Linked DNA regions of Bombyx mori: region 1 is linked to region 2. A link is a contact called in public Hi-C data. All regions are on one chromosome and are shown on one strand. Each heading gives the region's core, a stretch centred on a gene start, on an enhancer-like site or on the middle of the called end of the contact. The rest is flanking DNA. Distances are from core to core; before and after follow the strand shown. Region 1 holds the start of LOC101738924 (immunoglobulin domain and leucine-rich repeat-containing protein 2). Region 2 overlaps LOC101743921 (cytokine-like nuclear factor N-PAC).

Evidence for each region. A called contact is a pair of places that touch in the nucleus more often than the background predicts.
Region 1: a contact with region 2 is called in a Hi-C map of middle silk gland, with 2.4 times the contacts expected there. The contact joins the promoter of LOC101738924 here to the enhancer-like site in region 2. A contact is called at or near these places in 7 of 7 Hi-C or Micro-C datasets (middle silk gland, midgut, posterior silk gland and 2 more).

What each region holds. Positions count from the first base shown.
Region 1 is chr14:12,402,737-12,406,605 of ASM3026992v2, forward strand. It overlaps LOC101738924 (immunoglobulin domain and leucine-rich repeat-containing protein 2), which reads left to right and starts at 2,152. Exons shown (of 5, transcript XM_004923758.5): 1 at 2,152-2,875. The region is part of intron 7 of LOC101743921 (cytokine-like nuclear factor N-PAC); the gene reads right to left.
Region 2 is chr14:12,355,700-12,359,826 of ASM3026992v2, forward strand. It overlaps LOC101743921 (cytokine-like nuclear factor N-PAC), which reads right to left. Exons shown (of 11, transcript XM_062672218.1): 8 at 1,537-1,647. Among protein-coding and RNA genes, the nearest start is that of LOC101738600, 12 kb to the left of the region's middle. Within about 2 kb of position 2,087, at least 8 of the 8 cell types and tissues checked have open chromatin away from gene starts, as enhancers often do.

The sequences.
Region 1 (3,869 bases), core at 902-3,401, 47 kb after region 2:
TGCTTCCGATTCCAAGAAAAAAAAATCTTTTCACCAAAAAGTATAAATGTATAAATGAGCCAACAAGAATGATCCATCCAGCCAAATCCAGATTAGAAGCCTTTGCCGACTCACAAACCATTGCATTGATAACAGTGATCTATGGCGCTGTGGTTATTTAAAAGCGATTAGATCGAAATAACCAATGACGTCATTCAACACACCTAGTCAACTTTACGTAACATGTGCTAACGGTGGCACGCGATAACCGTAATTTATTGTTTTAACCAATGCCAATATCCACCTTGATTCACGAAATCGAAATTTTGTATCCATTGGCATAATAAGTGTCGCACATTAGAAAATACTCCAACGGAAAATTTTGTGCCTTTTTATATTGCTGGTAACGTCATCGTTACTAATTGATACCACATCACATTTACCACAATCATATTTAGGCCTTATTCAATTCTGAATACCAACTATTTTGTTGTATTCGCTTATTTAAAAAAAAAATTAACTTTTGTATCTTTTTTTTTATGATTGAATTATTTATTACTGGTGGCCCTGAGGCGTTTCCAGTTTCACCAAGACAGGTAACTTAGAATATCATTGGAATAACATTGACTAACAAATTTAAGCACTTACAATTTCAAATTACCATGCTATCTGTTACAGACGATTAATAATTTTGATAACAACAAAAACTAGCACATGCACATAAATGTATTTCTTCAATTTATATTAAAACTATTATAACAAGAAAACAAACATCTCATTAATACAAAATTTATCCGTTTTCCTCTTAAACAATAATAACACAATATAACTACTAATTTAAAATGAACCGAGTTACTATTTCTCAATTCCAAGTATTTAACCAGATATTTATTGTTTACTAGCTGACCCGGCAGACTTCGTAGTGCCTCAATCGATAAATAAAAGACCTACTAAACTTTTGTATAAAATAAACTTAAAACAAACAAAAGGAATCCGTCCGACGGGGGACACATCAAAGGAAAAACAAAATTGTTTGTTTTCATATAATTCCGAGCATTTTCATATTTATCTACCTTTTAAACCTTCTCTGGACTTCCACAAATAATTCAAGACCAAAATTAGCCAAATCGGTCCAGCGGTTCTCGAGTTTTAGCGAAACTAACGAACAGCAATTCATTTTTATATATATAGATAGATTTAATCTAAAACCATTGCACGTTTGGGTGAAAATAGTTGATTATGTTTAAACGTTAGACTGATTTCCTGTCTATCGCACCTGTCAGAATGGGCGGCTTATAGCCGGCGACCCGAAAATACCGCAGATCGCAGATTAAGCACGGTAATAGTTACACAGTAGACAGAAACACACTACAGTAACCGTACGAGAATGGCTGCAATATACGATAAAACATTACCGCCGAACCAACGAGGAGATTCAACGAACAGTCGTGTAATAAAAATCAAACCCGCAAAATTATAATTTGCGTAATTACTTGTGGTAGGACCTCTTGTGAGTCCGCTAGGTACCACCACCCTGCCTATTTCTGCCGTGAAGCAGTAATGCGTTTCGGTTTGAAGAGTGGGGCAACCGTTGTCACTATATTTGAGACCTTGAGAACTTATATCTTAAGGTGGGTGGCGCATTTACGTTGTAGATGTCTATTAGCTCCAGTAACCACTTAACACCAGGTGGGCTGTGAGCTCGTCCACCCATCTAAGCAATAAACAAAAAAAAAAGTTAAACTGAGTACCTAAATGATTAATCAATGAATTCCTTAATTTCCTTTTATCTAATCTTTGTCCGCTATCTATTTTAGCACGTGACAAAAACTAGCGACCGTCTGAATACATGAATTGCAAATCTGTTCGAATAGATAACAGGTGACGATCTCGTATTGTTATTGTTTTGCGGACAGTCAGACTTACATACGCTAAAATAATTAAAGCTAGAAGGTAAATTAAGAACAACATACCGCTCCAATTACACGGTCCTATAAAACGCATCATTTTAGTACGGTCAATAAATTTAATCATTAGGGAAACGTAACGCACTTATAAGTTTAGTATGTATTTAAGTTTATTTATAAAATTTCGATTTATTATTGTAATTAAGTTGAATGAAATTCGTTGGCCCGAACTGTACGTACCTACGTAATTTATCACTGCAATATTATCGCAGTGATAATAAGCAAAAAACTTGGCAATCTCTGTTTTCATTTACGTACGATACTAAAAATATTAAATTAACATCTACTTTCAATGAATAAGCAAATCATTTTCTAATAAACACAATATAAAACTATTAAATTAATGCAGAATCTTTGATCGCACAAAACTAAAGTGTTTCGTGAATTCAATTTACATTATTCGCGTAATTTATTTAAGTGCCGAACCCTAAACAGATCGGTCGTCTTCGGCCAAGAATTACTTGCAAGCAAGAATGCGACGCGACGGTGTGTAGTGTGTGTCGCGAGTACACGGCCCGTTTCCGAAAGCACTTTCGGGGTCGCTCGGCACTCTCCGCTCCCCACAGCTGACTGGTCGAACGTGCGAGCGAGCGAGGTGATACACGCGCCGTTAACGCTAGACAAGGATCGCGTACCGCGCAACTCGACGGCCGCCATTTAGTATCCAGTCCTCCGCTTCAACGTAGTGACAGCTAGCGTATTTTACGAATCAAACGCAAAGAAAATTCGTTTATTCAATGAGTTATATTCAATTTAAAATTGTTTGTGCACGATGTTGAACGTGTGAATCGTGAATGTGCAATGGAGTTTCATTTAAAAAGGTGAAGTTTCGTAACGTACGAGTGAGAATGAGTGTCTTCGGCGCGTCTGTTGTCGATGTAAAATAACGTGGATTATGCAAGTTGGTGTAAAATGTGGACGTGTGTTAGGTAAATACCACATATTTACTTCATAAATGTGTATATGATGAGTATATGAGACGGTTTCAGTTGAACAAACATGATAACGAAAGTGATGGTAGAATGCTAGGGTTCACAAAGTCGTCTAAAGAGAACGAACATTTCCAAGTTAGACGGGAGCCGCGTTGAATTGGCCCATTGAGAAACACAGAGTTCTGCATTGTTGGTTACAAACCGTAGATAAATAATTAGTGAAGGCAGGAAACGGAGCAGCGTTCTCTAACCTCGCGCACCAACTATTTCACGATAAAACTAAACGAGTGCTAATTTGCAAACTTGTTTGTTGATATTTAACATGATTTGAACATATTTAGGAAATGTACAGTCTTTTCAATTCAATAGCGTATAGAATGAGAGCCAACATGTTCTGGTAAAACTAAAAAAAAACTTTACAATATTAACGAAATCTTCTGTTAATATAAATGAATGTCATAAAAAGTCTCACGAGTCGCCGGTAGTTTTAAATCTAGGTCTAGGCAGGTAACTTGTTACTGATTGTGCATTAACTGTAACTAATGAACAACGCGACCGCAATGCGTTCTCGATTAAATATAAATCTTTAAACACTAAACGAAAAACTTTTAATGTGTCTGTCTATTTCGATGTATTTCCAGAGCTCGTGAACTCAATTTATATATCGAGTTCAATAACAAGCGCTGGATATTAGTTGAATAATAAACGAACGTTGTTCATCAGAGAGTGCTTCAATAATTATCCACGTAAAGCCACATTTCATGTATTGAAATTTAAATTATAATACTAAGTTTGCTCATACATTAAGTACTTGGATAGCCTTATCACTAAGCTTTTGTGACTCGGTTTGAGACATGTTTGAGAGTACGAATAGTCGTCTCCTTCCGATTTACATTGATAGAAATTCTGTAAGACCATATAAATGAATAGATCACTTTATTGTATCATTAATAAGCGTTACAATAAACGTTTTTATCGCTAACTCCAATTT
Region 2 (4,127 bases), core at 837-3,336:
TATAAATTAAAATAAGACATGACTTAAAGGTCTTAGTTACCAGGTCATAAAATCCCATAAAAAACACCCATAACGATCTTCTTAAATGATAACACCTAATGATCTCTCAACACTAGTCCGCAGCATCTGTTCACGACTTAACCTAACCTAAACTATCTTAAGAAGGAGGGAGCCTGGAGATCAGTAATACAGATCTTTGAACCTAGTACCGACTTCAGCTCTATCAAAGGCTTACAAAAATAAATTATAAGGTTAATTTCTATTTATATTTGTACTATACCTTTAAGAGAGAAATAAATTATTGTTTTTTAATTATTGTTATTATTATTATGTTTCTACATTAAGTAATTAATACACAGAAGTTTCTTTGATGATGATCCCACAGACACGGCCCATTAAGTTTCTCGCCGGATCTTCTCAGTGAGTTGCGTTTCCGATCCGGTGGTAGATTCTGCCGGCTCTTGCTAGGGTCAGTGTTAGAATCACTCCGGTTTGAGCCCCGCGAGCTCACCTACTAGCTAAGGTTACGCTGAAATAACCTCTCAAGACTCTCAGCTTAGGTACGGAAAAAAAAAAGTTGATGAGAACACATCTTTTATAAAGTCAGCTCGACTGCTTTTTTTTCTACTAATTCGCCGGTAGCCTAACGAGCTATTCCAGTTTTTCGCCGATATTAGGTGAACTCACGGGCTCAACCTGAGAGAATTTGCTAACACCAGCCCTAGCCAGAGCAGTGCTTCGCTGAATTTCCCACCGGATCTGAATCGCGACCTACTGAGAAAATTCAGCAAGAAACTCGTTAGGCTATTGAATATCTAAGGGTACACTTTCTGTATTTTTCTGTATATTTGTTAATATATATATTACGTTGTGTACAAATTCAGCACTGTCTTGTTTTGTCGCGCGCACAGGTTGGAAATAGTACCGGCTACTAGGGGGTGGCTTGTCAACAATGACCTCGCAAAGCCATACTTGTTATAAATATGAAGTGTATTTGTTTGTATGTTCATTTGTCCTTATTTTACGTCGAAACGAAGCAACGGATTGGCATGTTTTTTAAAGGAATATTATTTAGGTCAGGCGAGTGACATTGACTAACTTTTATCTCGAAAAAACATCTCAATCCCACGGGAAACTACACTGACTTTTCTTTTACCATGCAGGCGAAGCCGCAAATAAAAGCTAGTGTGTATACAAGACAGAGATCATTGACAACTTTTTCTTTTAAATAATAATTTACATTTCACATCTATATATTTGATATTAGCGGCCCGCTACGGCTCCGCTATTATTTTATTCTATAATCAATAGTTTTCGCAGGGCACGCGATGTAAAGAATGTTTTAGGTAATTTTATTAATTAGTAAGGATCCCTATTTTTTTCAAAAAGAGATTAAAGCCTATGTCATTCGGGAATAGTGTAGCTTCCAAACAGTGGAAGAATTTTTCAAATCGGTTCAGTAGCTTCAGCGCCTATTCAATACAAACAAACAGGCAAATCTTTCCTCTTTATAAAATTAGTATAGATTGATCTCACCTCTTTAGCTGCTTGAGGGTCAGCCACACATGAGAACGTGATGTCGGCTTCTTCCACCACATCGCATGGTGTCACCGCAATCGTGGCCCCAACTTTCTCGAAGTCTTTGCACTGCAAAAGAATAAGGCTAAACTTTACAATTTGTAGATAAAAACAACATTTTCTCTTCTACAAGGAATTCGGTTGTCTACGATCTTATCGGGAAACTGAAATTACAAGTTACTTGTTTTTATTTTTATTTTATTAATGGCTCCAACGCCTTAGGCATTGATTTTGTACGAGCGATTTATGAAAAAAAAAACAATTTATAATGTCACTATAAATCATATTCGTCAATAGAAATTTTAAGTTTGGTAGAATTAAAAAAATTCCGCATCAAGATTTTTTAATACAGCGCCACCTATTGCTTCTGAACTCAAATACTATTGTTTCTAGTCTTCTCCTAGTCCCGCTAGATGGCAGTCACAGTTTGCTGTCACAGTCAGCGCGTCCCTACGTAGATAATCGATCGATAGACGCGTCACGCGGCTCGCCGGCGTCAACGACCGCCACGACCGCCCGACGGCGGCGGCACTCGCTCACAACGACGCCATTTTGATAACGGCTCTATTCACCAAGACGCAAGTCAGGCAATGTGCCCGTTTCTGCACGATTCACAACGCAAAACTAGACACGGTGTCGCTTGCTAGAACACATGTTTTCAGTTCTTTTTGCAGTGCTGATTTTTGTGGTGAATTGATAACCTAATGAAGTTCCACAGAGTTTAACCTACCTACCATTATTATTGATCGGGCTATAGAGTCTATTTTTGTCTGAACCTCCCAAAGCGTTATTACTGTTGAAAAAACCATAAACCTCATATTTCGGCAATCCTGGGATCGTAATAATAAACTTCTATTAATAAATGAAACATACGAAGAATTTGGGACAGTTTTGGTTTCGTTCGCTTTACTTCAAAATATTAATATGTTGTAATTAGTGAATTACCATAACTATAAGTATATTACCTATAATATAATAACAGTGATTGAATTTGGACTTTTTAGTACCAACCTAGCTAATCAATTTATAGAACATTTAGGCAATTTAGGTAGGTACATAATGAATTTGAAGTTTATGATTTAACGGATAAATAGGTATCTAATAATCTGCAAATGCTCTGTATTTTATGAAATAGCTACGAATAAATTATAATAACGACATTCGCAAGGCAGCTAATACAATTATTTAAGGATATTAAGCTATTTGCTTTATATTCCATATCTATTCTATTAATCTCAGAAATGAATTACATAATTATTAACCGTTTTTTTTTATTTAACTTTACGGTAATTCAAATTCTCTAAGATAAAAAGACAGTCCATATCAATAAAGAGATTATGATCGCTTTTTTATTTTTTCTATGTAGATTTATACTTATCACTAGGTTTTAAATTCAATTTCCCTAAGATAAGAAGACAGTCCATATCAATAAAGAGATTATGATCGCTTTTTTATTTTTTCTATGTAGATTTATACTTATCACTAGGTTTTGAAGCTTAAAGATGACACTTCTTTTAATCGTGGGTTATTGCTTATAAATGTCTTTCGATCCTGAGGTCCATTCCTTATTTTCTATCTTCACATTGCACATTGTACCCGTTAAGAAACCACTAGTCCTTATTGTTAATAATACCAATGGCTGACAAAGAACATGTGCTCCTGAGGCTGTTATGAGGCTCAAAGCATTTTCACTCTGGATATTCTCTTGGCCAGCGCATAATACGATCAAACTTGATTAAAACGGAAATTTCTGCACAACAAACTTGAAACCTAGATCTACCACCGATATCTTGTCGTGATTCAGACAAATAATCTCAATGTTAATATAGAGATAAAATCCTTATTCTTCTGTACCGCAAACCTTCAACGCTTATGAGGTGGCTAATAAACTTTATGAATCAGTATGTCATTTAAACGGCTGAACCAAATGACACGCGTCCGAACAAGTTTTTGTAACTAATTACTTGTAAAGGTCGGCTTAAGGTCAACAAAACAGTTCGCTGGTATATCTGTCCGTTTACCTAACTCGTTACGCTAGGACGCGAATTTTTTGCATTTCAAATGTAGGTAGGTACTCACATAATTTATACATCAAATGTACCGGACGAGGTCGTGTCATTTCTGTGAATTTTGTTATTCAACGTAATTTATTTTTAAGCATTTTCTAGCGTTTCTATATAACGCGTAATAGTATTTTGAAATATTAATTTTACTAATTACTAATGTTGTTAATTTAATTTCTTTTACAATTTAATCATAATTATCCAAGACCTGTGAGAGTCTCGGAAAATGCGAAATTCTATATAGCCAAATATGAAAATTTAAGCAATCAAAAGAAAATAATGCTCCTGCAATTCTTTTAATAATCGGATTAACTTTTTTAATAATCGGAAGTGAAACAGATATCTTAACGGTTTGATTGTTCTAGAAGTATCTTACAATCTATACAAAATGATCGAAATGGGCCTTGTATTTGACACGTCCTAGATATAAATGGATCAGACTTAGAAGAAAGTTTAATGTAACAATGAAAATATATTTAGTACCGT